Linked DNA regions of Mus musculus: region 1 is linked to region 2. A link is a contact called in public ChIA-PET data. All regions are on one chromosome and are shown on one strand. The core of a region is the stretch at or near the end of the contact, and the rest is flanking DNA. Distances in the headings are between cores, read along the strand shown. Region 1 holds the start of Gpsm1 (G-protein signalling modulator 1 (AGS3-like, C. elegans)). Region 2 overlaps Nacc2 (nucleus accumbens associated 2, BEN and BTB (POZ) domain containing).

Region 1 (2,700 bases), core at 64-2,563, 260 kb after region 2:
AAGGCCTGGGAATCTAAGCCCAGTCTGACACCAAGTGGGTCATAGCAGCCTCCATGTGTATGTTGTATCCTTTGAAGGCAACCAGGAAGCGCCTGCATTCCAGAGCCAGGGTCTGCTAGGGACCAGGCCCGAGACTTCAGCAAACGTGGGTGGTGCCTGGCCAGCCATAACACACACTCTGCCTTAGCCAAGAGAGAGCAAGCCCTGGCTCCTGTGGTCTTAGGGGGAGGTGTGGGGACAGCAGCAAGCTTGCGCCTCGCCCCAGGCACAGATGGTTCTCATTGCTCGCTCCTGCTCCTTCCTAGGAAAACAAACTAGCTCAGGGCCAACAGCCCAGTTTTATCTTGTGTTTGTTTTTGTTGCCATTTTTCTCCGCCTGAAGCCACTGTACTGTGGGCTGCGTCTGCAGGGTCTGTCTGGGGTGACCTTGGCATGGTGTCCCTCTTCAGACCAGGGTCCAGGGGTGCAGAAAAACTGCCAAGGACACTGCCATAGTCTGCACCCTGACATGTTCCTGTTCCACTGAGGGTCACAGCTACGTTTTCAAGAAGATTTAGAGTGGCCTGGAGAGAAGAGCAGAGACCTGGGTGAGTCCCAATGGAACTGGCTGTCCAGATGGTGCCCTGTGGCTGGCTGGGGGTTGGCTGAGGTGAAGGCTCCAAGGCTACTCAAGTTGGATGAAGAAAGATCACTCCGAGGTTCAGATCCTCAGGGTCCTGGGAGAACTCAGAGGAGGGTAGGCAGATGAATGAGCAACGGCCAGCCTCCCACGTGGGCTCCTGGTGTTCTTCCAGTATGTTTTCCAAACGCTTGCATTTCACAGATGAAATTCAACATGAAATCTGGTGGTGAAAGCCCTAGGAAGGTAGAGACTTGCCTAGGGCTGGACAGCATCCTCCCACCCTGACTCCATCTAGGAAGACCTGTTTTCTCCTTAGCCCCAGGAGCATCTGCATGGCCTGTACCCCACAAGAGGTGACAGGAAAGGAACAGGATGTGTGTGTGACAGCAAACTCTCGTGTGTGTGTGTGTGTGTGTGTGTGTGTGTGTGTGTGTGTGTGTGTGTAAGAAAAAGCACTAAACTCCAGGCTTAGCAGGGCTTCCCCCCCAAAGAAAAGGAAACACAGCATTGTCCACACTAGAGCAGGACTCTCCTTGCACTGGACCTCAAAGACAGAGCCCCGCCCACCCCACGGTAGGCGGGACCGCCGCAGTGGTGGCCGGTGGGCGCCTGCCCCTCCCCACCCTCCCTCCGCCTGGCGGCGGTGACATCACAGCTCTGGCGGGAGGGGCGGCGGCACCCCAGCACATCACTTCCTCGGCGTCTCCCGCGGACGCGCGGACAGGCGGACGGACGCGCGGACAGGCGGGCAGATCGGCAGGCGGACGGCCGCAGAGCGGGGCGGTGCTCCTGCTCGGCGCGTCCCCGACTCATGGCGAGCCCGGCCCCGCCCGTGGCCGAGGAGCTCCCGGGCCCGGCCTCCAGGCGCCTCTACTCCAGGTAGTTCAAGGACCGGGATGGGAACGGGGACCTGAGCGGCAGACGCGGGCGGGAGGCTGCCGGCCCAGAACAAAGGCTGCTGCGGCGACGCGCAACGTGGCCGGGGACGCGCCTCCCTGGATCTGCGTAGGGAGCGGTGGGGGCGCGGGGCCCAGGGCCCAAAGATCAGTTTCGCGGTAGAGGGGTTGGGACTGGGTTCTGCCTGCAACCCTGTCCTGATGCCAAAAGGGCTTACGGGGCGGGCACTCCACCACCCGGCTCTGCGGGACCCTGAGTAGCATGGATGCCAGTCTTCGTTATCTGGAGTTCTCTTCTCAAGCCTGACACTGCCGTGACCCGGTGTTGGTGTAGCATGGCCACGACCCAGGCTGTCATGATGGGGCCCTGCCTTCACTAGCTATCCCCAGCCCTAGGCCAGAAGGAGCTGGGCCTGAGCCAGGCAAGTGGGTGTGTGCTTCCCTACAAAGGCATTTGCCTTCCAGGCAGGTTCACAGGTGATCGAGCGGTCTGTGCTGTGTGCCCGCCCACTGGGAATGACAGGATAGTCCTGCCCCTGGCTCCATGCCTCCCTGGTGACTCCCTTTTGATGGATGAGGGTGTTCTCCGGTGAGATGCTGATCCCAGAAGTGGACCAGAGCTGTCAGTTCACTCTGGCTTCAGGTTGAGCTGGACCGGCCTGAGTTCTGGGCAGGGGCTGTCATCAGACCTAAAGGAAGGCCCAGCATCCTTCAGTTAGCTTCTGGCCCCCACCTCGTCTAGCCCTTCCCCATATCTGGGGTCTCCCTGTTAGGGGTCAACCCTGAAGAAATCTACTCAAGTGGGGTGGTTCATCAGCTAGCCAAGCTCTGCCTAGTACCCCCAAAGAGCAAAATGAGGGCTTGGTGCCTGGCGAACAGATCCTTGCCGTCCCGTTCTAATACAGTGTTCTAATGCTGCAGCTCAGAGACAGTGTCCCCATTGTGTGGTGTTGAAGATCATGCCTGAGCCCCACACCCTCCTCCAAGTTCTAGTGCAAGGGTAAGAGGTTTGCTAGCAGCTTCTTGGAGTCCCCTGGGAGCAGAGGCTCTGTGGGGTCACATTTAACTCAGGGCCAGCCACCCCTGTGAGAAGGAGGTGTCTACTAGGCAGACTGCAACGTGTGTGTGCATGTGCGTGTGCGTGTGTGTATGTATGTGTGTGCGAGTGCTCGCATGTAAGAG
Region 2 (2,700 bases), core at 60-2,559:
TAAGGACAAGGGATGGAAGGGGCTGTGCACACACGCAAGACACTGATACACATTTCCTGAGCATAGCAGATTTTGTCAGAGGCTTCCAGGTCACAGGGTCAAACCCCTAGTGGCACTTCACAGCCTTCTCTTTCTTGGAAAGCCAGAATGACTCTGGCATTTGACATGCACTGAGTGACCAATTTCAAAGTTCCTGTTAAGACAAAACCTGTCTTGCATCAATACTCCCTGACCCCCACAGGCCTTGGGGCCTTCTGGCCTATGCCCTTTCTGGTTCCTTAACAGTCAAAGTGCATGGCTAAGAATCCAGCCTGAGTGGATGAAGGCTAGGTGGGGGTGGTGGCTGCAGAGGTAGGGATTTTAGAGCCAGGGTAATATGTCCTGAAAAGGGATGTGTCTCTATTGTTCCCCCACCCTGCCCCTCCCCTGAATGTGGGCATGGATCCATTGACTCTGGACCAAGCTGGAGTTGGTGGTAGGATGTAAAAGGGGGGGGGCTTAATGCTCACCTCTCACACCTGTGTCCTTGTTCTTTGAGCATTTGGATGGGGACAGGGTGGGAGCATTGAGGCTCCCATAGGAGATGGCTCTGGATGAGCCTAAACCAGTATCCTACCTCAAACACTCCTTTAAGAGGGCGATTGAGCTGGGTGATGGTGGACAACTTTAATCCCAGCACTCGGGAGGCAGAGGCAGGTGGATTTCTAAGCTCAAGGCCAGTCTGGTCTACAGAGTGAGTTCCAGGAGAGCTGAGGCTGCACAGAGAAACCCTGTCTCAGAAAAGGGGTGGGGGAGAGAGAGAAGGAAGACGAAGAAAGGAAGAGGAAGAAGGAGAGGAGGGGGAGGAGGAGAGTGACCATGCTGTGCTGGACAGGGCTCCAGGACACCTTTTTCTGGGGACATATACATGGCACAGACCTACTAGCTCCAGATGAGACAAAAACAAACAAACACAGGTGAGTTAGGGAATCTATCTCGAACTCCACAGAGCAGGTAGTATGAAGCATAGAAAGGGAGCCAGAGATTGGGATCCCATCAGGTAACCAAAAGTGGCCCTGGGGAAACCCCTCACGGGCTGCAAAAGCATGAGCAATAAGGTTCAGAAGGGAGTCATCTTTAGTAATGGGACGTACAGAGTCAGGGTTCAGGGTAAGACCCCAGAGGCTGCTTCCAGGACCCTCTTCCGAGACTCATGTTAAAGCCTGCTCACCCACGGCAAGGGAAGAACAGCTGCCAGGCCTAAACCCAGAACCCCAGTGCAGCCCAGATAAGCTCCACCCACATGCAATTGTCCCTCTGCCCACTTGGGGGCAGGCCTGGCCAAGGGGAGGGGACATAGGGAGCCACACATCCAAAGGAGGGAGGGCAGGTGGGCCAGATGAAGAGGAAGAGCCATTTTGTAGACAATACATTGAATAAAACCATTACTCAGTCTAGGCAGTGGCACCCTCATATCTCTCTCAAATAGCGACTTTTTGGGGACAGGCAGCCCCATGTTCTTCCACAGCTAAATCTCTTCCCAACTTCTCTCCAATACTGTGTCCCCATTCCCACTGGTCAAGCAAAGGTCAGGAAAGCTGGGTTTGAATTGACTTTATTATTCTGTAAATGTGAACTTTACAAAGCGCCTTACAGTTAACGAGAACATCCTTTTGTCATGGATTTCCACTTCTGAAACAGCTCTGAGCACAGGCTCAAAGCTCTAGGGTTTCCCTGGTCGGCTTGCGGACATAGCTGTGTTTGTTTGTTTTATTTTTTGTTGTTGTTATAGATACAATGTTTTCAGCCATGGCTACAAAGTAACAGTCTTGTCACTACGGGGGTCACAGCACAGAGAGAGGAGGATGCTGGAGGGACAAAACAAAAGGAAACCAAAAGAAACCAAAAACCAAAGCCTCCTCCTCCCTAAAAAGAAAGCCAAGATGTGGTGTCTGCTCTAGCTCAGTGGTTCTGTGAAGGCCTCCTTAGAGGTAGGGGAGCACTGACTTTATTAACTTAATTCCTAACAGTCATGAATTATGATGCTACTTTAACCCCTGGACAGTGCCTTCAAAACAACCCCCTTCCTCCGGTCCTGTTCTCCAAACATCCCCCTGAAGGGATTAATGTTCTTCTTGCACCCAGAGACACCCAAAATGTTCAAGTCAAAAATATTTATACATTTTATACCGAGTTATCTTTTTGTCTGCTAAAAATAGTATTGCAAATTTTGGCTTCCTTTGACATAAAAATCACAATCGAGCTTGCAGTGAGGGGACCAATGGGACACAAGCAGAGGCTATTCAATCAGAAGGTTTTAGATCCTGCATCCTTTTCCTTTCTAGGAAAACAAAACAAACAAAGCAAACACCTTTGCCACTTTTGAAACACTTTGTACTGAGCCCTTCTTCTAGCAGCATAGGCTGAGCTGCCTGACATGCAGAACCACCCAGCAGCAGCACCTTTCCACGAAGTGAAGTGCGTAAAGCTGACAGATCATGTGCTTGTCGCCATTCCCATCTGGGATCTGCGGCAAGCAGGTTCTAACAGGGTCTTTCGAGTTTTCAGCTGGTTGATAGGCCACCTGCTCTTCCCCAAGTCAGCTAAGAATCACCATCTTTAGGGAACCCAAGCAGAGGACAGTGGGGCAGAGCACAACATGCACTGGGCTTGGGAAGGTCCTGCTGTTGAAGCAGGTAGCAGCAGGCACCCCACAGTCCC

What was found. ChIA-PET counts read pairs in DNA pulled down with a chosen protein or histone mark.
Region 1: an RNA polymerase II ChIA-PET map of memory CD8 T cells shows a contact between it and region 2, with 23 read pairs. The contact joins the promoter of Gpsm1 here to the enhancer-like site in region 2. A contact is called at or near these places in 1 of 39 promoter capture datasets (embryonic stem cells), 1 of 484 Hi-C or Micro-C datasets (the N1E-115 cell line), 3 of 115 datasets of contacts at active chromatin or transcription factors (acute myeloid leukemia, embryonic stem cells and memory CD8 T cells) and 3 of 9 other capture datasets (adipose tissue, embryonic stem cells and pancreatic islet).

What each region holds. Positions count from the first base shown.
Region 1 is chr2:26,314,220-26,316,919 of GRCm38.p6, forward strand. Gpsm1 (G-protein signalling modulator 1 (AGS3-like, C. elegans)) reads left to right here and starts at 1,314. Exons shown (of 14, transcript NM_153410.5): 1 at 1,314-1,501. The coding sequence starts at 1,434. It overlaps Gm52505 (a long non-coding RNA gene), which reads right to left. Exons shown (of 2, transcript XR_003953775.1): 2 at 1,130-2,207.
Region 2 is chr2:26,053,957-26,056,656 of GRCm38.p6, forward strand. Nacc2 (nucleus accumbens associated 2, BEN and BTB (POZ) domain containing) reads right to left here. Exons shown (of 6, transcript NM_001037098.1): 6 at 1,580-2,700. Among named protein-coding and RNA genes, the nearest start is that of Ubac1, 34 kb to the left of the region's middle. Within about 2 kb of position 1,310, at least 41 of the 459 cell types and tissues checked have an H3K27ac peak or open chromatin away from gene starts, as enhancers often do. A contact at or near this core is called in embryonic stem cells and memory CD8 T cells, where this site is marked.